2 separate regions of the Columba livia genome follow, and region 1 is linked to region 2. The links are chromatin contacts, called in public Hi-C maps. All regions are on one chromosome and are shown on one strand. The core of a region is the stretch at or near the end of the contact, and the rest is flanking DNA. Distances in the headings are between cores, read along the strand shown.

Region 1 (4,704 bases), core at 971-3,470, 99 kb before region 2:
GTGACCATGGCCAGTTTGTGACCGAGGCAATTTCAAAAATCCAGCAGATTTCTTCAACAAACTGTGTTGATCTGAACTGGAGCAGGAATTACCGGGCAAACAGCAGGGAGCGGGAATCCCCCAGGGCAGCAATAATCCTCTGTCCCAATTCTAAACCCGTGCTCCAGGGGGCCCTGCACGGCCAAAAGTGATGCTCCCTCTGCAAACCCGGTTGTGCAGCTGCAAGCACTGTGAAACCACGCTCTGCCGCCCGTATTAAATAAAGTATCGCAGGGGCAGCTGCCTCCCGCCCAAGTCCTGCACTCTGCCAAGCTCTCGCTGTTTGCTTTTACCCCTCCGTGCTAATGGGGCCAGCGTGATGATCGCTCTGGTTGGGAAACAGTTGCTGCATTCTGCGCAGCACAGGATTAAGTTTCAGTGCTGAATGCAATAGTCTGGCTTTATCATACATAAATGTCAGTTTATATGTCACCTTTAAACTCCTTCAGAAGTCTTTAAATACTACAAGTCAAAGATTATTGTAGGAGTGACTGTTTATTTAGAGATAAGTATTTTATTTTCAAATAAGACAGCCAACACATGAAAAGCAGTGAATTTTGTGTGTGTTGTGTTTGTATACTTGTGATTCTTTCCAGACAAAAAAAAAAAATCAAGTTAAAAATTACCCAGTAAGAGCTTGCAGTGCTTGTGAATTGTTTTCTGTTTGTGAACTGTGGTAGGAGGAGTTAAGGGAGTATTTAGTTCTTTGGTTTTATATGGCCTTGTTGCTTAACAGGTTTCAAAACAGTTGTTGTGCACCTCTTAGAGGATTCCTGATCATTAGGGTGCATATCTCTGTCTGCTGCTCCCTTCTTCCCATCGTCTTCCAGGTCCCACCTGCAAGGCTGATGCATGTTGCAAAGGGTGAGAGCAGCTGATTCAGTTAGTTGTAAAATGTTTGGCCTGTGCAACACCTCTTGCTTCCCTTAAATAAAGTGCTTTTCCATATCACAAATGAACGGAAATTTGGACTTCCACCTTTTCTTTCTGTTGCTTAGGTTTCAGCTGGACTTGGTCATGTGGCCTCTGACATTGTACAAGGAAAGCACTTCGTCCTTTTGACAGTTCCTGTCATTGAGACAGCCCTTGGAGGAGACACTGGGAAGTTTTAGTCAGCAGTAGTCCCCATGGCAGGAGAAGAGGCTTGAAATGAAGCTTCTTGGAGCTTGGTTAACGTTAGGAGTCACTGTCAGCCTTACTCCTGAGAAGCTTTAGTTATTTAAAAAAACAGTGATTTGGAAGTTGAAGTTTTAGAGTTGGGGGTAAAGTTCTTTCTCTTTTTTCAGCATTCTCTGGTTTTTCTATATGTGACAGTAGACACAAGACAGTTTTTTTGGAGTAAAGGGAGGGAATGCCATGAGTCAGGCTTGCCTGCTACATGTAGTTATTTTTGTCTATTATGATTAACAGTAACCGTGATATGTCATGGAGTAAGCCTCAACTTCAGATTCCTACAGATCTATATAAAATGCTTACCTAGTTTTGTCTCATTGGTGGTTTGACTTTAAAAGACATAAAACTGCCTAGTCTTAACAACAGTGATCATTCTTGCTTCGGAGGCCTTCAAAAATATCAGTGTGACAGACTTGGGACGCTGCTTAAAGATGCAGTAAGAAACTGCCGTGGTTGTAATCATGGCCTATTTCCACAGGGCACTATTACTAAGCTTATAAAAATGGTGCTGAGCTTTATTTAGCTTTACAAGGCTTTCACTTCATCCTAGCAAAACCGCATGAGCCTGTTTCCCCCCACACCCCTGCGAGAAGAAGGGGAGGTTTACAAAGGGGGCCCAGCCATTACTAATGAATGCCTGAACTGTGCACACAAATCCCACTTCTCGGGGACATATGAGAGTGCTTTGGCTGTGGCTCCACATCCAGGAGCAGCACTGTTTGAATAACACCTCCCATAAAGCAGCCCTCCTCCTTCCCTCTCTCCCACCCCAGGCTATGCCGACAAAAGTGTCCATGTGGCTTCCTGACATACCTGATCACAGAAGTGATCTGGCCAGAAAAATATCCTAGGCTTTTATTTCAGGTTTCTTTTGTTCCCACCCAGATCAGCTCCTTGAGACACTTCACCACTCAACTGCATAAACAGTTGCCTTTGGCAGAGCACAGGGAGAGGGGTGGGGTGGGCACCAGTGCCCAAAGGAAGCGGGGGAGCCAGGGTTGTTTAAACTACCCTTGCCATCAGAGAAATGCTCCGAGAACCACAGCCCCAGCTGCTTGAAGTGCAAAAGCACAGCTTTAGATTTCCAGCTGCTTTCGGTGTGCATGAATAACCTGTACGAAATTGGGAAGCCATTGCATACAAATATGAGACTCACCCTGATCTAATTCTTTTGTGCAGGCTGTTCTTAGCGTGCCATTGCTATGAACCACGCTGGTTATGGTTGTTCAACATTATGTTGTTGGATACCATCCAGAAGTAGCTTTGTGCCTCTAAAAAAGCAATCTCCAGATGTAAATAAAAGTGACCATCAGAATGGGCGGTGCTAGCACTGTGGTCCCACAGACATCCATCCTGCTTACCTTGCCATTAAGATGAGGTCTGTGCAACACCAGATTCAGATCAACTGGCAATATAGATGTGTCCCAAATCAGACTTGGGCACATGGTTACTCAATTAGCCCAACCCTGCAAAACAGCCTGTATTTCAGACTCCTGTTTATGCTGGATTCAGAGGACAGACAGTTCCTAGTCAGGAGTGACGCCTGCCAGAACAAAAGTTATCTCTCAGAAATACTTCAAAACAAATTAGAACCAGAAATGTAGGTTTGGGCTGGTTCAGTGTTTTATGTCAAATAGCTAGATTTTACTTTATTTCGTAAGATGTGCCTTAGAACTAGAGTGTGACAGCAACCTGATATTCTGCAGAACAGCTACAAAATGAATGGAAAAAAAAAAAAAAAAAAAAAATAGAATCTCACCAGATAAATCCATTTGGTTAAAATCCAGCTAACAAACCCTAAACCATCAGCAGCGTGTGAAGCCTAGCATGCAGTTTTCTCTGCTTTTTTTTTAGTGCCGCAGACTTGCTAAACTGTTCTGAGGCAGCTGAATTAAAACTAATAAGAGTTCCTTGGTTTGTTTTCATGGTGGTCCTCTTCTACAGCGTGGGGCAGATGGTCAATTTGAGTAGCTGTAGCAAGTGAGAGCAGCATCCCTATATCTCAATGAGTCAGTGAGGGTTGTATTTTTAGGTACCTGAGAAAAAAAGCATTTTACAGAATGGCTTAAGCTGTTTGCATTTTGCGGTTTTTGAAGCCATCTCTGGAGGTGGCTGTGTTGCAGTCTATGTGGATGTATTACCGGACTGAACACCTGCCAGGTGGCTGCTTCCAACTGAACAGGGTGTTTTGCAGACTCCCTCTGGAAGGAAAACTGGTTACAGAGGTCCATTTGAACACTAGTAGTGATGGCAGAAAGGAATGGACTAAATTTTTGTGGGGTACCGTCTAACAAGTCACAGAAAGCAACTTGCAAATGTTGGAGAAATGTCAGGGAAAAGAGAGGCAGCGAGGTCCATCGAGCTCCAAATCATCTGTGAAAACCCAGATAGCTGAAATGGTTCTCACATTCATTGCACATGTAGTCTGGTTTTAGGTATCTCCAGTGCAGTCGTTCTGTTGATCTATGGTAGTTGTTCTCCCCTCAGTGCATGAGCATGTTTCCCATTCACATAAATAAGAGTTATGTCTTTGTATCCAGAGAGAGGGGATTTTATTTGTCTAGTGCCAAAGCAGCTTCTCACAGGACTGTTTTCCTTCCACACTCTTGCTTTGGTCCAGCTCTCCTGACCTGTTTCCTTTGTTTTGAACTCTTTGGGCTTTTATATTTTCCGTAATAAATGTTAGTAAACTATTGGAGAAGGTGACATGTCTAGAAATGTTGTCCTTAGTGGGTTCAGCCATCTAAGTAATGCAGCCTAAAATATGACAGGTAGCTAGAAAGAGAGAGAAAAATCTTGAAAGTTTTGCAGTGTAGAAGTAATTTTATTTTATGTGGTGATATCACCACATTTTTCCCGCTCCTTTCCCCCAGTACTTATCAGCAAGAGCCTTGCTTTGCTATATGTGGCAAAGCTTGCTCTTATTTATAGGGTTTTTGTGTCATTTAGCTATCTTTTTGTCAATTGCTTTTAAAATCTTTGTCACAAGGTACTATGCAAGTGGTGCTAATGATGACTATGGCTATCACTGCTAAAATGCTTCTAAAGCATGGAGTGTGGGTTTCTTTGTGTATGAGCTTAGTTTGTTTAATTAATGGAGTGCAATACTGATGACAAGGCTACCTGGGGCCTTACAGACATCGGTGCTGTACTAGCAACCGCAGGATTTCCTTTGACACATCCTGTGTATTGTCCAAGACTGTTACTGGGAAGGTGGAGCTGGTGATGTTCATTCAGCATTAGGTTTGATGTACCAGGATTCCCTGGAACAAAGGTTCATCAAGCTGGTATAGTCATTTTTGCCATTTGATCTCCCCGCTGTGCAGTTTACTTGGTTACAATCATGCTGTGTGGAGGAGGTTAAGTGTGCTCTCTTCCCCATGAGCTTCTGGAAGTGTTGCTGATGTGTCTGCTTTTCTTCTCATGACTTTTTGGAGGGGAAAGGAAGGGATGGGAGAAGACAGGTGGCAACTTTTTTTTTTTTTAATTCTT
Region 2 (4,881 bases), core at 1,149-3,648:
TTGCAGGTGTTTCTATAGACACAATGCCTTCTGATTTTGCTAGAAGAATCATCACTGTAACAAATATGCAGTAAATGTGTTCTTAGCACTTACTGTTGCTTCTTTGTCCCCATACCATGTAGATCTGGGGATGTATTGTATATACAATCCCCATTATATCCAAGTGATGGCAACACCCCAAGGATGTTTACTCAGGCAGGGAACTGAGCAGGGTTTTCTCATAATTATAAACAGAGGGTTTAAAACAATGTAATCCAACTTTTAGCCTGTTCCCATTTTTGAGCATTCAAGTCTACATGACAGACTGATGAGCTCTGCATGTTTGCCAGGAAATCCAGGTTAAACCCCGTCCCCTGAACTCAGGCTTCTGCATCCTGACTCTCATCCTGTTTTTAGAAGAACTGGGGATGTTGCAAAGGGGAAGTTTTGTGTTTTCCCTCTTGGGAAATATAACTGTTTGCTGTCACTATTTGCTCCAGCAGCCTCTGGGCACGTTTTCAATGTGGTGTATCAGAGAGCTGCCAGGAAAGAGAAGGAAGTGGGTGAGAGACCCAAGAGCACTGCGTACAGATAGGATGAGGTATAGTCACTACTATATACTCTTTTTTTTTTCTTTGCAGCTGCTAGAGAAAGGAAGGACAAAAAACAACACATGGGATAGCATTTGTGGCTGTATTTGGCATTTCATAGGTGTTCCCACCACCTTCGCGTGGCAGTGGATGTTATGAATTGTCACCTCCTGTGTGAATCACCTGCTCTTTCTTGGACTGTACCACTCAAGCACACTCCTGACCAAGTAAATAGTCATACTGCGTATTAAGTGCCACAATTCATCCTGCCGTACTCCTCAGACTGTACTACAGTACAGTTTGTGCTGTTTCAACCCTGTGATCCTCAGGACCTAAACGCCAGACTCTGCCAGAGCAGGGAGCTGAGCAAAAACAGATTTGCGGAGGGGAAGGTGCTGGAGAGAAGCACGGCCCTGTGGGGTGCAGGCGGCCCAGGGCAGCATTACTGGGGGACTTGACATTCCCCCGGTACTGGGGAGCTGGTCTGCCCTTAGCAGCTGTGTCCTCAGCTCCATGCTTCAGCTGCTCCTGAGAGGGAATGTCTATGTCATCCTCTTTGTGAGTGCAAGACATGCATCTTTAACTGAGCCCCTCACACATTGAGTTCATATAGTTTGGTCAGATCCCTGGTGGCTTGTTGGGTGTGTCAGAAGAGGAGTCATGGGCGGATCAGGGGTAACCTCTTTCTCTGAGGCTGCTATCTGCATGCCGTTTTCTCTGCAGGAGAAACTGTTGGCTGAATATATTTTTAAGGATTTTCTGCAATGGATGTGCCATATGAAAGCCTGTCACCATCCTGTGATATAAACTTGAACTCCAAACTAGCCTAAGACTCAGACAGTGCCTGCAGTTCAATGTTCTCATCCTCCACTGTGATTTTCAGTGGAAGCAGCAGTCTTTCTAAAAATGGCTTTTGTTTTGCAAAAGGGTTCATGCAAGCCTCAAGTCTGCACCTTTTGGTATACTACTTTACTGGCCTTTGCCAAAAGTTTTTAACATTAGATTTCCTAATCTGCTTCCCCTACAGCATCCAAACTGCAGGTCAGGCTTTGAATGCAGGAGGTTATTAAATCATCCCTCCAGGTCATGGATGTGAGGGGCTTAAATGCCATCATGTTTGATTCTGGCAACATCTCAAGGTGCCCAAATTAACTTTGGCAGGCATTTGTAAGCTCATCTGCAAAGAAACAGGAGCACAGCTCTGACAGAGGATGTGAGGCAGAAAGACAGCAGAAACTGAGAACAAAGCAGAAAATGAGCAGACACCAAAACCAAGGATGCTAACGGCTGCACTTAATTACTAGCAGAATAAATGTTTCCTTTTGCATAGTTTAAAAGTAGAAAGGAATACTGGACAAAAAATAAGTAAGAACTTGCCATATTTGAGATGTCTGCATTTAAGATAACTTTTTTTTTTCTTTGTACCCTGTGCTTACAGGAATCAAAAAGAATCAGTGAATGTGTATGGCCCTGTTTTCACTTGTTTGAGGCCTGATTTAGTCAAAGCCAAATTATTCATGCTGCCTTTAAACAGCCTCCTCAAGAGAAGTAGGGCAGGAAACTCCCACAATAACCCGCACAATGGGAGCGAGAGGCCAGCCAAACGCCGCCTGGGACACGTGAGGAGGGAAACCAGTGTGCCTTTGAGCAGCTGGAAGAAGATTTCAAGCCTGGTAATTTTGTAAGAGGAAGCATGAAGGACGCCTTTCATGAGAAAGCCCGACTTGTCGCAGCTAGTCGGCACGGCACGTAGTAAGCAATGCCCACAGAACAGAGTGTGTTGCATGTGGTACCTTGGGCCCTCCTCTTCGCTGCCAAAGAGCTATTTTTTAGCTGGCAATTATCTGACTCCTGGCTGAGACCCACCAGTCGGTTATTAAGTACGTGACATAGCCCCATCTGCCCACTGCCAGTCACTGGACCAAGCCCGTGGGACCAACGTGGTGGCTTCAGTGCTGGTGGTGGCAGAAAATACACATCCACACACACGGCCCACAAGCAGCTTAGTGTTTGTTTCCACTGAGAAAGTTTTGACCTGCTTAAAGAGCCATTGCTATGGAAACCTAATGAGAAGATAATTGAATGAAACGTCTTTGCTTTCCATCCCTTTTTCACACTGGTGCCAGCAAGGTCAGAACCTTGCAGGCCTGCTTTCTCTTCAGGTTCATGCAAATTTGATAAAAATACCAGAGGCCCGTTTTCTTTCTTGTGCCAGCTCTGGTTAGATAAATTATCTTGTATTCAGTCAGGACCATTTACAAGTCTGTCAGTTTTTCATACTAATTATGTGAGTGAGCCATTTCTAATGCACACAGATAACCAAATGGCTTTGCAGCACAGCCAGCATGGGCTTTTGCATCGATTTATTCACTGCTATGAATGTGCATAGTATTTGTAGATTGAAAATCCCATCCAAAGCATTTTCCTCAATGGGCTATAAATAGTCATTGGGAGGGAATAAGAGAGCCACTATCAGTTTATTGAAGATCATAACAGTAGTGGTTTCATTATCAGATGGTGCTGTGCACCTGTGGATTTTATGGTCCATAAATGAGATGTGGCCATGTGTTAAAGCCCATCTGCATTTAAAATACTTAGTGTTGAAACAAAAACCCGTCAGAAATCCTGTCATTCTCAGTTCCTATGTTTGTTCTCTTTAAAGAATGATGAGCTTTCAAAAATCAACAGGCACATTCATGAAAGCAGCACATGGTGTCATTTGTTTCCTTTCCCATTTCTGCGGTGTACCAGCACATTCACATCTCGAGGCACGTATGACTGTCTGTTGTAAAGTCAACCACTCTGTATGCAAGATAAGCCCCAGTGTTTTTGTTTCTGAGATCAGAATCAGTGCAGAGTTAACAGGATAAGCTGTAGCTCGATACATCCTAGTTAAAACCCATGTTAATACTCAGATACAGTCTCAGCTGGCTCGTGATACAGATGTGTGCATTGGTTCTTCTTTACACTCTCAGGTTCTGGAGCCTAGCTCCAGGATTCAAAGGTTAATTTTAAAAAGTGAGGAATTGCTTAGGTCAGGGGTATCAAACTCATTTTCACTAGGGGCCACGTCAGCCTCGCGGTTGACTTCAGAGGGCCGAATGTAATTTGGGGACTGTATAAATGTAACTACTCCTTAGGTATAGCAAGATCATCCCCGCTGCAGCACTTTTATGGGAAGACAGATTCAAAGATTGTTTTGGATGCCTGGCTTTGCCATTGTTCCTACAAAACCACAGGCTGCAAAAGGAGAACCAGAAGTGCCCTCCAGAGGCAGTCCTCATGTCCAGGTCTTTATTGTCAAAGGCATCTGGTCTGGTCTCTGTCTTTCAAGGACTCTCTTAAAAGCCATTAGTTTTTAAAGCTGCCCTCCCTGTCTCTACCTACTGTTGGAAGTTTGTCCAAATAGGAAATGTTAACTCCTCCTTTCTAATTTCTTTCCAGCTTAAGTCTACTTGTTCCTGTGCCTGATTGGTTAAGAGGCACTAATTAATTTTCTTGCAGCTTTTAGTTTTGACAGGCAGAACAGGCAAGCCTTTTCTAGCTTTCTCTCATAAGATAAGCTGTCCAGTTCCCAGACTATTCTAATAGTTTTTCTCTTTACCACTTCTGCTTTGAATTCATTTTATTGAGAATGAGTAATGATGGTTGTACAGCTATTCCCTTATATATTTACTCTTTGTACTGCCACTGGAATTTCCCATCTTTATGCCTTTTTAACATGTTAGCTTTGTCTCAGTCATCCTTTTTCAGTTGTTATCCCCAGATACTCTGTCATTTACAAATGTTCATCACTTGAAAGACTGACTTTCGTGTCAGTCCTGTTTGTGGACTTGCACATTTTAGCATTGAATGTAAACTCATTTCTGTTAAGTCAGTCTTTCTAATCAGCTAATTCCTGGTCCAGGTTCTCCACTCTGGCTGTTGCTACTAAATTTCGTGTCACTGATCACTGAGTGGTCTGATGTAATTTACTAAACTCCGCTGAAACTCATCACTCTAAGGCAGTAATATTTATTTACTCTCCAAAGTAGCTCTCTTTTTAGATTATCTATTGTGTTTATTGTGTTGCCTTTTTTTTTTTTTCCCCCTCATTTGTTTATTTCGTCAGTTTGGCTCCAAAAGATCAAAAATATCAGCCTAGAGATGGTTTTGAAATTGTCAGAGTAATGGATTAAAGTTTTGACCCCTTCTGCAGCTGGCTTCCAGAGATTGTGGGTTGATAAGAGTATTTTTTCCTTCTAGCCACGAATCTTTTTTTCTTCCTTCTTGCCAGGACATATACCCATACATTTCTTCTGCTATATGCTGT

Evidence for each region. A called contact is a pair of places that touch in the nucleus more often than the background predicts.
Region 1: a contact with region 2 is called in a Hi-C map of liver, with 1.8 times the contacts expected there. The contact joins two enhancer-like sites. A contact is called at or near these places in 2 of 2 Hi-C or Micro-C datasets (crop and liver).

Annotation. Positions count from the first base shown.
Region 1 is chr3:68,640,272-68,644,975 of bColLiv1.pat.W.v2, reverse strand. All of the region lies in intron 1 of SASH1 (SAM and SH3 domain containing 1), which reads left to right. Among named protein-coding and RNA genes, the nearest start is that of UST, 190 kb to the right of the region's middle. Within about 2 kb of position 2,220, at least 1 of the 3 cell types and tissues checked has an H3K27ac peak away from gene starts, as active enhancers do.
Region 2 is chr3:68,541,103-68,545,983 of bColLiv1.pat.W.v2, reverse strand. All of the region lies in intron 4 of SASH1 (SAM and SH3 domain containing 1), which reads left to right. Among named protein-coding and RNA genes, the nearest start is that of UST, 95 kb to the right of the region's middle. Within about 2 kb of position 2,398, at least 1 of the 3 cell types and tissues checked has an H3K27ac peak away from gene starts, as active enhancers do.